Regions from separate parts of the Mus musculus genome. Here regions 2, 3 and 4 are each linked to region 1. Evidence: chromatin contacts called from public promoter capture Hi-C data. All regions are on one chromosome and are shown on one strand. The core of a region is the stretch at or near the end of the contact, and the rest is flanking DNA. Distances in the headings are between cores, read along the strand shown.

Evidence for each region. Capture Hi-C pulls out chosen DNA fragments and counts their contacts.
Region 2: a promoter capture Hi-C map of liver shows a contact between it and region 1. The contact joins the promoter of Gfus here to the promoter of Rhpn1 in region 1. A contact is called at or near these places in 4 of 39 promoter capture datasets (the SN4741 cell line and embryonic stem cells), 3 of 15 datasets of contacts at CTCF or cohesin (all in embryonic stem cells), 14 of 484 Hi-C or Micro-C datasets (the G1E-ER4 cell line, the HL-1 cell line, the N1E-115 cell line and 5 more), 16 of 115 datasets of contacts at active chromatin or transcription factors (the NIH/3T3 cell line, bone marrow-derived macrophages, embryonic forebrain and 9 more) and 3 of 9 other capture datasets (adipose tissue, liver and pancreatic islet).
Region 3: a promoter capture Hi-C map of liver shows a contact between it and region 1. The contact joins the promoter of Gsdmd here to the promoter of Rhpn1 in region 1. A contact is called at or near these places in 4 of 39 promoter capture datasets (the HPC-7 cell line, cranial neural crest, maxillary cranial neural crest and 1 more), 3 of 484 Hi-C or Micro-C datasets (DN3 thymocytes, bone marrow-derived macrophages and embryonic cerebral cortex), 16 of 115 datasets of contacts at active chromatin or transcription factors (acute myeloid leukemia, bone marrow-derived dendritic cells, embryonic basal ganglia and 11 more) and 3 of 9 other capture datasets (adipose tissue, liver and pancreatic islet).
Region 4: a promoter capture Hi-C map of adipose tissue shows a contact between it and region 1. The contact joins the promoter of Ly6h here to the promoter of Rhpn1 in region 1. A contact is called at or near these places in 7 of 39 promoter capture datasets (the 3T3-L1 cell line, 3T3-L1-derived adipocytes, cranial neural crest and 3 more), 12 of 115 datasets of contacts at active chromatin or transcription factors (craniofacial prominence, embryonic basal ganglia, embryonic forebrain and 5 more) and 4 of 9 other capture datasets (adipose tissue, embryonic stem cells, liver and 1 more).

Annotation. Positions count from the first base shown.
Region 1 is chr15:75,702,453-75,705,819 of GRCm38.p6, forward strand. Rhpn1 (rhophilin, Rho GTPase binding protein 1) reads left to right here and starts at 1,836. Exons shown (of 15, transcript NM_001163465.1): 1 at 1,836-2,022. The coding sequence starts at 1,942.
Region 2 is chr15:75,928,131-75,931,497 of GRCm38.p6, forward strand. Gfus (GDP-L-fucose synthase) reads right to left here and starts at 1,688. Exons shown (of 11, transcript NM_001357005.1): 1 at 1,589-1,688; 2 at 762-919; 3 at 299-413. The coding sequence starts at 907.
Region 3 is chr15:75,860,518-75,863,884 of GRCm38.p6, forward strand. It overlaps Gsdmd (gasdermin D), which reads left to right and starts at 1,822. Exons shown (of 11, transcript NM_026960.4): 1 at 1,822-1,964; 2 at 2,888-3,111. The coding sequence starts at 2,892.
Region 4 is chr15:75,565,660-75,569,026 of GRCm38.p6, forward strand. It overlaps Ly6h (lymphocyte antigen 6 complex, locus H), which reads right to left and starts at 1,523. Exons shown (of 4, transcript NM_011837.3): 1 at 1,104-1,523; 2 at 473-600; 3 at 1-40. The coding sequence starts at 1,105.

The sequences.
Region 1 (3,367 bases), core at 586-3,085:
AAGGTTCTCATTAGAAAATCCCTGGAGTTCTTAGGACCCTCAACAATTGAGAGCCTCCTTTATCCCCTAACAGCCTTGCCTGCTGAACTAAGATGCCCTGCAGGACTACTGGGAGAGGGACCTGGGACTGCAGCAGGACATCCCTAAGAGCCCTGGGTGGGAACCTAGGGAGAAAGTGTTCCTGAAATCCTGCAGTTGTCCTTAGTGAGCTGGGGAGGGGTGGACTTTCCTAAGGTTTATGAAAGGGACAATCCTGCTGAGAAAAGAATAGTTAAGAGCAGATTGGGAGGGCTGGAGAGGTGGTCCAGTGGTTAAGGATGTGGACCAGTCTAACGCAAGGCCAAAGTTAGGTTTCCAGCTCCTACATTCAATAGTTCACAACTACCTGTAGTCTCTTGTTCCTGGGGTTCAAGTACCCTTTTCTGGACTCTGCAGGCACAGTGCTCATCTGCAGAAACACACACACACACACACATTAAAATAAATCTTTAAGAGAAACAGTTGCTTTAGTCAGGCATGCTTTGCTGGGTGGATGTCAGTCTAAGCACACAGGATTCTGAAGACACAGAAGTCTGAATTCAGGGGTGCCTATGCAGGAGGGTGACAGCTGTGCTAGGTGACAGCACATGTGGTCTCTGTTTAGTTCTAAGGTGATGACCACACCTAGGCAGCATAAGAGCCCGGAGATGGAGGAGGCTGCTCATGAGGATGTCAGTGGAGGAAGAAGTGAAATTAGGTGACACTCCACAGGAAGATACTAGAGGAAAGAAAAGGAAAGAAAGGAGGGGAGGGGAGGGGAGGGGAGGGGAGGGGAGGGGAGGGGAGGGGAGGGGAGGGGAGGGGAGGGGAGGGGAGGGGAGGGGAGGGGAGGGGACAATGCTGCCCTGGGATCAAAAATGCCAGGAAGTTTGGAGAGGCTAGCGGGGCAGATGAGAGAAGCATTTCTGGCGGGGGCCCACTGTCCAGGGACATCCAAGAGCTTAGCCGAGCAAATTTAGATCTGGGGATGACAGAGCCAGGTGTGTGTGAGGGGGATGGGGCGTAGAGACTGAGTCGCTGACTCAGTCAGGGCAAGCAGTGACCAGGGTGGCGGGCAGCGTGGAGGAGGCTGACCTTTGGAGCAGCTTGACAAAGGGCTAGCCACTCATTTCTAGGCTGTGTTCTCAGCTCATCTAGTGTGAGCCAGCCCACATGAATTTGAGAAGTGCTTCGGAGTAAGCCCTGCAAGGAGCTCGAGTTCTGGAAAAAGTCCAATTCTTAAAACCAATTCGGGTTCTGGAAGGCGATCCGGTTCTGGAAGCACAAGGAGGTCAAGGAGAATGTAGGCTCTGGAAACAAAATGCATAACCAGGTCCCGGAGGCGAGGTTTCTGGGGGCGGTTCTGGAAGCAAGGGGACCGCAGCGGCGCTTTGCCTCTTAGTGCCGGGAAGAAAGCAGGCATTGTTTTAGAATCAGCACAAGCACTTGTCTCTAACAAACCGTTTAAAAAACCCCATTGTAAACATTTTTGGAGCAATCCTGGAGGGTCCCGTTGCCGGGGTGACGAGATAAAGCCTTGAAGTCCCTGCAGAGGCTGCAGCGGCTCTTGGTCGCCGCCCCCAGTTCTGCTTGTCTTTTCCTAACTTTCTCCGCACGCCTAACACCTAGCGTTGCGCATGCGTACCCTGATCGGCGAGCGGCCCTGGTTGCTAAGAGTTACCAGATCCCTTACCTGGAGCCCGCCTTTCTCTCACTCTGGTTGGTAGTAGTTTCTATCCATCGGAGTAGCCCTCACCTCTGATTGGACAACATCAAGTTTTGCAGGCGGGGCCCGCGCTCTGCCGCACCGGTCAGTCGGACCCTCCAGGAGGGGGACAGTCGGAGCAGCGCGGCTGATCCTCCCTGGAGCGCGAGGGGCCTGCTGCTCGCAGCCTCTCGGAGTCAGCGTCCGAGCGAGCAGCGATGATCCTTGAGGAGAGGCCAGATGGCCAGGGCACTGGCGAGGAAAGCTCTCGGCCGCAGGACGACGGCAGCATCCGCAAGGTGGGGGCTGAGCAGGGATATGGGTCTTCAGCCTCCTGCCCCGCGCTGTGCAGTGCGGCCTTCCCGGCCTTTCCTTCCTGGGACCCGCTCCCCTGAATGCCAGGTGGGGATACTGAGGTCCCAAGGAGAGACCAGAGCCGGTGTTCCAGCCCGATGGGAGTAACACTGGAGCAGTCACGGTCTAGATGGTTCCCCTGAAGCTAGAGAACCCCTTGGGTCTCAGAACCAAGAAGTTGGTTCTGATGGGTGACAACCCCCACTCCCTCACCTCCACAAGCAAGCACGTGTTTTTTTCTGACGTCTAGAAAGCCTCCTTCTCTAACAGTGTCTTCTGCGTGCCCCGCTGTAGGAGTCAGTGTCCATTAGTGGTTAGATTGTGACAGCAGACAGCAAAAACCTTCGGAACTTCACGGGGAAGCCTGACTACTTTTCCCCAACATACATCCCCTCCAAAGCTCCTGAGTCTGGAGATGAGGGTGCCTGGGCTTCCAGGAACACAGGGGTGAAGTGGAAACTAGTTTGCTCTTTGCCTAAGGGATATTATGTTAACCTTCTCTGCTTCTCCGGTCTGGGTATTTCCTAGGGGTCAGTGAGTGTTTGGGTTTCTTAGTATGTGTGTAGGCTCTGGGGTACTCCTGCCCATCCCCAGGGGCTGCTAAGCAGAAGCTGCTGTCACAACACTCCCGGGTGTTCCCATGGCTCTTTGCCCACCTTCCTTCCTGGTGTCAGATTGTACTTTGTTGCTGGCTGATTCTATCCAGTGTGTGTGTGTGTGTGTGTGTGTATCAGGTCTCCTGGAGGAGAGGGAGGAGAGGGAGAGGAAGAGGAAGAGAGGAAGGCACTGGGACTTGGACAGAACCCTCAAGGGCTCCATCCTAACCAGGCATGCCTGATACCACAGTGACTAGCTCAAACTGGGGAGGGGTTAGATTGGAGAGAGGGAAGGAGGGAGGGAGGGAGACGGAGTCAGCCTGCAACATGTTCTCCAGGAACTCTTCTTCCTAGGGTGGCCATGCCTTTCAGGTGCCCTGTGGAGGAAGTGCATGTTGCATTGGTCAGCCTCCCTGTGGATAGTGTGGGACTCCCCCACCCTGAGCTGACTCAGTAAGAGAAGCCTGGGAAGGCTTAGGATTGCTCTGTTCCTTCTTTCTATTCCCAGGCCTGTGTGGGGATAACTGTGTCCCCCCGCCCCCCACCTTTTGCTAATCCTTGAGGACCAGCCCAGTACAGGTCACTGGGTCTTTGAGTGGGAGGTTTTGTTTCTCTGACCCCCATGCCTTTCCTCCCTGGTCGTGGCCAGGCCCTGTTCTGGTTTGGCCACTGCTGCTGCGATGTCTGTACTGAT
Region 2 (3,367 bases), core at 438-2,937, 230 kb after region 1:
ACTAGACATCCTCACACAGACATACATACAAGCAAAACACCAATGCACATTACGTAAATAGATATAGACAGACAGACAAACAGACAATCTAGCAGCCAAGCAAGCTCAGTCCCAGATACATAGTGTGGTGTGCAGGTTTCTTTCAGCTTCTCAATCTGCAGGTCGGCACTTGGCCAAATGTCCTGAGGGCTGTACAAAACCAGCCCTCGGGGACTTCTTGGGGGTAAACCTGTGGAAGTTTCAAGAACCTAAGCTCCTGGCTCCCAATGCTTGTTGCCCCTGGAGCACTCCAACTTACCCAGAAATCCAAGTTGTATTTGATATTCCGGAAAAGGCCGCCTACCATTGCAGCGAGATGGATGACGTGGGTGGGCTGTACTTTCTGGAAGAGTGCTTGGGTTTGGGCTGCATCCCTGAGGGAAGCCAGGATGTCAGGGGAGGGCTAGGGAGGCCTGAGGAGATCAGGAGTTTGAGGCTTGGGCAGTGAGTCTAGAAACTGAATGGATCCATGGCTGGAAGGGCAGCCACAGAGACAAGTAGCTAAGTTCAGAGCTTTAGCAGCTGTCGGCTGGGAATCCCGGAACTACAGGAGGATGTTTACTTAAGAGCACAGCCAGCAACTACAGCCTGTCACCTGGCAGGGAGGACCCAAACTCGGGGTAGATTACTTCTAGGCTCAGGAACAAACCCGGTCAGGGTATTATTCTGTCTGGAAAGGGAACCAAGAGGAGGAATTGGGTCTGAATATGGTCGCAACTTACGTCAGATCTGCATCTTTGGAGGAGACAAACACCCATTCCTCTCCAGGTAAGCCGGCCCCATCTGCAACCACCTTCTGGATGGCTCTACCCACCAGTCCAGAGCCCCCTGTCACTAGGATCCTCATGGATCCATGGGGTTCGCCCATTATGGTCTGCACCTGGAGGGCCAAATGGTGTAAGCTAAGGAGGATACAGGATGTGCCATTTTCCCTACCCCATTCTCCTTGGCCAATGGCAGCAGGCACAGAATCAAAACTTCCAAGGAGGAGCGACAACAGGCTGACAGACACACCCAACTCTGTTCCCCCAGGAAGTCCTTTGCCCTGGGCATTATAGCTTCCTGCTGGCCGCCATCCCAAACAAAGTAGCTTGGTTCCAACCCATGACCCTACTAGGCAGAGGAAAGGTACACCTCATCCCTACGACTGCAAAATTAGGGCTGGCAGGTCCCTGCACAGATCATAGCGGCTGCTTCTCCCCAACGTTCACCCTACAGACAGACAAGGGGCGGTGCTCGTACTTGGAGTCCCGTACCCACAAATGCTGAGCTGATAGCCTACGGTCTAAGAAAGCCTAGTAGTTTAGGGCAGGGTGCACCGCTGGACGGCCTCAGGACGCTGGAATTTTTTACGGTTTCTGTAGGGGGGCTCTGAACCAGCCGCATGGCTCCACCGTTACCAAGATGAGCAAGGGCCCGGGCCCCAAACCCCTTGGTTCCCGACCCAGCCCAACCCCACGTAGACCCACAATGCGAGACGTACTCTTACGGCCCTGACCAGCCTGCGAGATCCCCGGTTTGCTGCGCCGAATCCAACTGTAAATCTCACCTGCGATGGGTTCCACCAGCCCAAGAGCTACTTCCGGTGCACAATTCTCCAGCTATTCCCGGTTCAAGTGGAGGGGGGCGAGACCCTCCCGGGGAACTCTGGGAAATGGAGTCTTTGTCACGCGCCAGTGAGGCGCGGGCCCTTCTGGGAAATGTCTTCTGGGCCTCACGGCCATCTGGGAAACCGAGTCCTGTGGGCGGGGCGGGGATGGTCCCGTCTCACCGCTGGAACTGCAATGCAGAGGACAAGCTGCACACCTAGACACACTCTAGTGGTTAAACGGACACAGGTCCCTCAAGGGACTAGTGGGCTGGCAAGGAATCTCCAGTTCTTATCCTGCAAGGAAAATCATTTCCCATTAGCCGGTCTGCGTGTCTGAGTGGCCAGGCGCCTGGCTGAGCCAGCATCCCTTACCAGTTGTGTGTTCCAGCCAAGAGTTCACACAAGACTCGATTTCTTTACCTAAATTGAGTATTTTAAAGCAGTGAATAAAATCTCTTCTACCTCGACAACATCTTAAAGTGTGTTTCATAATGAAAAATTAAAATATCAGCCAATGTTGGAATGGTGTTTTTAAAGGTACTTAACTCCAAGCCTGTTCGTCTGAATTCGATCCACTCGGATCCACTTACTGGAAAGCCAGAACTGACTTCCACAAGTCGTTCTCTGATTTTCACGCTCACACTGTCCCACACATGTACCCATACATAAAAACTAAATAATGTATAAAAAAAAAACCTAAAAAATATTGGTTATGAGGAGGTAAGTAGGACAGCAGATTATTCAGTTTAGCTAAGTTTATATGTCTATCAACTGTGATAGTAGTGTTAATTTAAAAATAGAGACACAGGCTTAAGAATACACACACAGAGTGTGGGAGAGCACACTCTACCTTTAATTCCAGCACTTGAGAGGCAGAGTCAGGCAGATCTCTGAATTTGAGGCCAGCCTGTTCTACAAAATGAGTTCATCCCCCTGAGCCTCTTCTAATTTTTTTAAATCTATTTATTTTATGTATATGAGTACACTGTAGCTGTCTTCAGACACACCAGAAGAGGGTGTCAGATCCCATTACAGATGGTTGTGAGCCACTATGTGGTTGCTGGGATTTGAACTCAGGACCTCTGGAAGAGCAGTCAGTGCTCTTAACCGCTGAGCCATCTCTCCAACCCGCCTCTTCTCATTTTTATGTCTTTTAAATGACTCATTGAATTTAGTTAGAGTTTGCAATTGTGGACCAGAGTCTAGTACAGCTGTTACCAGCCCCTTCCAGTGTTGAGGAATAATTCTATTTTGAGTAGCCCAGTTACTTAGAATTTATTCCACAAAAGACAAATTCATCCCATATGAAACCACAGCCTCTTTAAAATGCCTCAGATCTATCATTTCTTTTTATTTTACCTTATTTTATTTTTTTTTATTTTACGTGTACGCACTGTAGCTGTACTGATGGTTGTGAGCCATCATGTGGTTGCTGGGAATGAAGGTTGCTTGCTCCGGCTGGTCCTGCTCACTCTGGTTGGGCCCCGCTCCAGCCTAAAGATTTAGTATTATATCTAAGTACACTGTAGCTGTCTTCAGACGCGCATCAGAAGAGGTCGTCAGATCTCATTACAGATGGTTGTGAGCCACCAAGTGGCTGCTGGAATTAAACTCAGGACCTTTGGAAGAGCAGTCAGAGCTCTTAACCACTGAGCCATCTCTCCAGCCCTAACCCTTACTTTCAAAATGGGCTGTTTCATCATACTGTCCTCCTGCTTTTTTAGATATCTCTGACTT
Region 3 (3,367 bases), core at 572-3,071, 160 kb after region 1:
GTGTAGTGCCCACGAAGGCCAGAAGGACTCACTGGATCCTCTGGAACTTGGTCACCAGCTACCATATGAGTGTTAGGAACTGATCTTGAATCCTCTGTAAGACTGCATATGCCCTTAACTGCGGGGCCATCAGACTGCACATGCTCTTAACTGCAGGGCCATCTCTATAGCCCCCCAGGAGTCCAGAGCTTTTTAAGTAAATGTCGTTATTGAGAAGCAATTCATATATCATACACTCGAGCCATTTAAAAGTGCATAATTCTGTGAGTCTAGTATATTCAAACATGTACAGGCAGGGTGGCTCATGCCTTTAATCCCAGCATTCACGAGGCAGAGGCAGGTAAATCTCTGTGAGTCCCAAGATAGTCTTGTTTATTTATTGAGCTTCAGGCTAGCAGGGGATACATAAAGAGACCCTGTCTCAAAGTTAAATTAAATAAACAAATGCATACATAAATAAACTCGTGTGGCTACTGCCCACACCCCAGGACACTGGCAACCATGAACAGTTGGCTTACTTGGGGGATTTCATACAAAATGGCTTGCACAGTGATGTGTCATTTTTTTGTTTGTTTGTTTGTTTGGTTGGTTGGTTGGTTGGTTGGCTTGGATTAGTTTTGGTCTGGCTTCTTCCGCTTGTGGCCGTGTTTTCAGGGTTTATCCACATTCTGCAATGTGTCTTATAGGTGTACTCAAGCTTCTCAGTAGCCATGCAAGCGCCCTATTGAGGGTTGGTGACAGAGCTTGGTCATAGGGGGCTTTCTTGCCTAGTGTGTGCAGGGCCCAGAACTGGACAAAATTTTAATCTATGTATGAATTGATTGTCATTCAGGTCACTTGAGGGTTATCTGCTTGACTCTTTAAAATGTTACCATGGAAACTGGAGAGATGGTGCAGGGGTTAAGAGCACTTGCTGCTCTTACAGAGGACGGGGACTCAAGTCCTGGCACCCACATATGGTGCACTTGCATATATGCAGACAAAACACTCCCACACGTGGGATATAAGTTTTTAAAATCTCAAGAGGAAAATTTAAACTCTACAGCAAACATTGGTGTAGGCATATCTGTTTGACCTTCTGTTTGCTGTATGAGAAACACTTCACCATTGATAGCCACAACCCCAAGATGACCTCTTGCTTTGGATATGCACCTACAAGTCCAATTGCTAGGTCACCTGGTAACTCTACATTCACCCGTTTGAAAAATTGTGGATGTATTCTAGAGCAGCTCTGTTTTCAATTTCCTGTCTGCAAGGACCATGGGGTTTGCTTTACTGCTATTTACTTAGGATGTCAGCCAGCAGAGTAGCTTTGATGCTATCTAGTTTTGATTTGCATTTTCCTGATAACTAATGGTGTGCTTGCTGGCAACTGGTTCAGTTGTGTATTCCTAGAGAAGTCCATTCAGATCTTTTACTATGGCCCAGGTGTTTAAGAAAGAATAAGTGAAGCCTGGTGGTGGTGGCGCACGCCTTTGATCCCAGCACTTGGGAGGCAGAGGCAGGTGGATTTCTGAGTTCGAGGCCAGCGTGGTCTACAGAGTGAGTTCCAGGACAGCCAGAGCTACACAGAGAAACCCTGTCTCGAAAAAAAAAAACCAAAGGGGGGCGGGGTGGGGGGGAAGCGCTGCGAACTTGGAGGAACCCGAACTAGAAGAAAGCGAAGCTCCCGGATCGCAGGGAATTCCCGAAGCCCAGGCGGGCTCCGGGGAGGAGGAGGAGGAGGAGGCTAGGGCAGGCTGCGCAGCTGTTCCGGGAGGGAGGGCTCCTTGAAAGCACCGCGCCCGCTACGTCGGGCTGAAGCTTTACGGTTTCACTTTTGTGTCCTGCCGCCTGAGTTCCGCTCTTGGTCGTGGCTCCCGTTGCTCCCGGGTTGAGCAGACAATAGACCCCTCCCCGGCATCCCAGCAGGTCCTCGCTTCGCTTGGTGGACCCAGATACCTCGGCAGGGGTGAAAAATCGAGGTGAGCCACCCTGCTACCCAGCTCTTCCAGAGCCCAGCCGCCCCTCCTCTATCTAGTGTGGTCTACGCTATGGCCTGGATGCTTGCTTGTTGAGTTGGGGATTTAGCCCTTCCCAGAAGCCCCACTATACCTTGAAGACAGTTTGAAGGGGCCCTAGCAGCTAGGGTCTACCCTCTATGGAGGTCACCCACTAGTGATACAGTGGGACAAGCCTGGTTTGGACTTGACACTGGGGCGGGAAGAGGGGACCGAGTGGGGGGAGGGGAAGGAGGGGGGACTCTCTAGGCTTCTGGGATGATTCCTTGACCCATAAGTCCCTCCCTGATCACCAAGGGCCTTCCTGCCTCACTCTCCACCGTTAGCCCAGAGACCCAGTTTCCTAGGTGTAGAGTTGTTCCTCCACAGTGCCCAGGTTGTCTGTCCCAGGCCTGTTTTGGCCTCTGACCCATGAAAGTTCAATCAGGTCAGGTAGCTCACAGAGCTGTACATGAGAGCCCTGGAGGAAACCACTGAGCCCTGGAACACTGGCTTTGCTGTGGGCTCCTGTGCTAAATCCCTTAGAAGTGGGGGCTTGTGTTCCTTCCCCAGCCTTGGCCCTCAGCCAGGGAGAGCAACAAGGTATCTTAGACTTTAGCAATTGGCCAAAGGCTATGCACAGTAATTAATGATGTAGATAGTATAGACCTACTACAGACTACCTCCTCCTCCTCCTCCCCCTCCCCCTCCCCCTCCCCCTCCTCCTCTTCCTCCTAAGTGCTGTGGCCCCAAGGAGAGACAGATAGGCGAGCCACGGAGTGAATCGTGTCTGTGTTGTGTTGGTCGGGCAGGAATGTGCCAGGACTAACAAGGCAAGGCTACTTTGAAGGGATGGGGTTCCTGAGTGCTGGAGGAACTAAGTACGGAGCCCTGCCGTCTGCCCCCAGGACCATGCCATCGGCCTTTGAGAAAGTGGTCAAGAATGTGATCAAGGAGGTAAGCGGCAGCAGAGGCGATCTCATTCCGGTGGACAGCCTGCGGAACTCCACCAGCTTCAGGCCCTACTGCCTTCTGAACAGGAAATTTTCAAGCTCAAGGTTCTGGAAACCCCGTTATTCATGTGTCAACCTGTCAATCAAGGACATCCTGGAGCCCAGTGCTCCAGAACCAGGTATCTTCTTTCCCATCTTGATCCCCCAAGATTGAACAGAAGGGAATGGGCAAAGCCCAGCCTGCCATCTAACTGGGCATGTTCAACTCTACTCCTCTGGTCCTATTTCCAGAGTAGGGAGGTTTTTTTTTTTAATTAATTAATTTATTTATTTATTTTACGTATGTGAATACACTGTAGTTGGACAGATGGTTGTGAGCAATCATGCAGTTGCTGGGAATTGAACTCAGGACCTCTGTTCCCTCCAGCCCTACTT
Region 4 (3,367 bases), core at 273-2,772, 140 kb before region 1:
GAATTGGCCAGGGTGCAGTCCTGGCACCACAGGCCATGGGCTAGGCAGGGCATGAGAGAGGGATAACCAGGGGAACCCGAGTCTGGACAGCCAGACCCTACACCCCCTCTTCCCCAACCTGCTGCAGCTATCACGGCAGAACCATGCTCACAGAAGAGTTCACTCCCACAAGACCCAGAGTGGGCCTCCAGGTTGACCCTGTGCTGTGCCTACACATCCTGCCTCCCGCATCCTCTTACTCCTACACACAGCACCCCCAAAGATAGGTAGGTTCCAAGACAGGAAAGGTCCACCCGACTTAATAGGAAGCTCGCTGAACCTCTGAGAATGAGGGACATCTGCGCAGTACTAGAAGAAAGGTGGAAAGGCGCTGGATGCCCTCGAGTGTGGGGAGAGCCCCCGGTGGCTGGAGCTGAGATCTAAGAGTGGTGCTTCCCGTGATATGACCCCTCCCCGCGGGCCCCCGACTCACCCGGCGAGGGGCAGAGAAGCAAGGCCAGCAGCGCCAGACCGAGGCTCTTCATGGCTGCAGGCAGCATGCTCCGATAGGGCCTGAAAGAGGCGCGGGGGCTGCAGGCGGGGGTCCTCTGGGGCGCAGGCCTGGAGGGGAATAGCCTCGGTCAGAGGACCCAACCCTAAACACCCTTCCCTTTTCTGGCCTGAAGATGTAACCATCCCCCAGGAATCAAAAGCGCGCGGGGGGGGGGGGGGAGGTCCAGGAGCTCGCAATGCCCCACCCCCAACCCATCACCGGGAGCATCCACCATCACAGCCTCCCCTCCAGGGAAAAGAGGTCTGCCCTCTCCGGTGAGGTGGCCACCCGAGGTCCCCGCAGCCTTCGCCCTGCACCTGCGTGGGGAGATTGTCTTCTCTCCCCAAGGAGCTGTAGGTGCGTCCGGACAGGAAAAGCGGGAGGAGGGAGCGCACCTTACCTGCCGGCGGGGGAGGGTTGCGCGCCGCGTCCCCGTCCTCGTCCCCACCCCTGGGCTGGGGGGCCGGGAACCCCGCGCCGAGTCCCCTCCCCTGGTCCCCGCGCGCGCGCCTCGGCGCTCACCGCGAATCGGGGCGTGGAGTGCGGGCCTCGGGGTGGGGGGCGCACTCACATCCCTGGGGTGTCCGCACTCCGGGCTCAGCGGCGGGCACGGCGCGGGGAGCGATGCCCTTCGGTCTCCCTGCGGACCGGAACCGGGGCGCAGCTTCGTCTTTCGGGGAACGCAGCCGCAGACGCGGACCCCGCGCGAGGGGCGGGGCGGAACCGGGGCGGGGGCCTCGCACAGCTGGGAGACGCGCGGGGTGGGGGGCGCCCAGGGCTGGAGGCCACTCAGCAGGTCGCCCTACCCGGCCTCGGCGCCTTTCGTCCGCGCGCAACGCCCCTTCTAGGTCTCCCGCTCCTGCTCCCGCCGCAGCAGCCCCCCACCCTTTTCCACCTCCCTACCCGGCGTGGGAGGATCCTCCCACTCTGCTTGGCCGAGGTCCCTTGCAGATTCTCGGAAGAGCTTTGGCTGCTAAAGGAAGCAAAATGCACAAAGACGCAGCGAAAGAGGGAAGCGGAGAGGTAGGGCTGTGGGGTTCAGACGCCCAGCCTTGGGGCTCCTCCCTCCCCAGCATCCACCTCGCATCCGATAGTTCCAGCCAATTCTACTCCTAAGAGTGCCCATGACGACGCCCACCGGCAACTCAGCCCTAGGGACTTTTGTTACCAACCACACCCACACACAGAGATGACAATCCTGGCCCCTGTGTAAGGATCACACCAGGTTCACACCTTGGGCTCCTGCTCCCCCCCTGCCCTTCCAGCTCTCTTGGGCTCAGGGTAAGCCACAGCTCCCTTCGCTCCCTTGTCACACAGGAGGAAAGGTGTTCCGTGTTCAAAACCCTAGGCCCTGGAAAAAGCAGCTAGCACACCTTGGATTCTGCCCGCCCGCCCCACCCCCACCACAGAACCTCATACCAGACAAATGACTGTCACTAATACCAAGTCCTTGCTAGATGTGACAACCTCTGCTGTCAGTCTGAGCGTATAGTCTGTTCTCTTTGATCTAAACAGCACATTATAGATGCATGTTGCCTTGGTGTCTCGGTGTTGAGTTACAGGTAAGGAGAACACTTAGCAATAGAGCCTCCTCCTGCCCAGGGTCACACAAGTCACCAGGTGATCAAACAGCGTGAGCACTTGAGTAGTTCACAAGTGCTGAGGAATAGAGGGACTAGACACTTTGAAGAAGGGATCTAGATGAAGAGAGTGCCGAGGATAAGAATTAGTTCATACACAATTCTCTGCAAAAGAAGTCCCGCACTCCACTCCATTGTGGAGCCCAGAGCCAGCCTGCCATCAGACTGGGGTGAGAGCAGCTGTGCCTGAGCCTGCACTCAGGTTGACAGGCTGAGCTATAGTATGGATTCTTGCAGAGCAGAGGCTTGGTGAGGCTTCTAGGTAAGAAGTGTTTTTAGGGGAGTAAATGGTCCTTGAACCCCTGTTCATCATGCCGCAGCTTGAAAAGGCAGGCGGCCTGACTAGATTTCCCTCAACACTAACAAACCTCCTCGAACACAAAGCCAATGTGCTTATTAAGACATGCTAGAAGAAGAAACACACAACCCCAAGCCAAACCGCAAGTTTACCTGACAGAAAGAAACTTCGCTCACATGAAAAAAGACCAATGCAGGCCTTAAAAGGACTCCCAGGAAAAGGAGGTGATCACTGAAAAAGAAATCTGGGGGGGCGGGGGGGAAGCAACAAACACCCTACATGTCACACCCTTTTATTTACATGAAATGCCCCAAAGTGTAAGAATCCAACAAAGACAGAAAGATTAGCCAAGTACAGGGAGGGAAAGGAATGACCGGCTTGGGACACGACTAATCATTTTGTAGTAATGAAATGCCCTAAAATTAGATTCTGGTGATGGATACACAACTTTATTAATACACTAAAAGTCACTGAAATGTATTCAATAAAGAATGAGTTGTGTGGTATGTGATATATTGTATCTTAATAAAGTTGATGTTTAAAAAAGAAAAACAACTTAGCACAGAGTTAAATTAGCCAGCAAATTAGACACAGATGAAGAGGGAATTTATGAGCTGGAAGACAAATTTGAAGAAATCATCAGGAAAGGCTAAGGATATAATTCAGTGGTAGGACTCCTGCCCACAAGAGATCAATGATGTAACACAAAATAAGAAGTTTAGAACCACAAAAGATTGTGTGCAGAGAGCTAAGAAAAGTCTAATTGAAATTCCAGTGATGGTGTTTAGAGACAGTCTACTTAAAATAAGTCAGAACTGGTGAAAGATAAGTGTTGGTAGAGATTCTGATGTATAATAAGCAAAATAACAAATGATGATTTACCTAAGCACAACATAG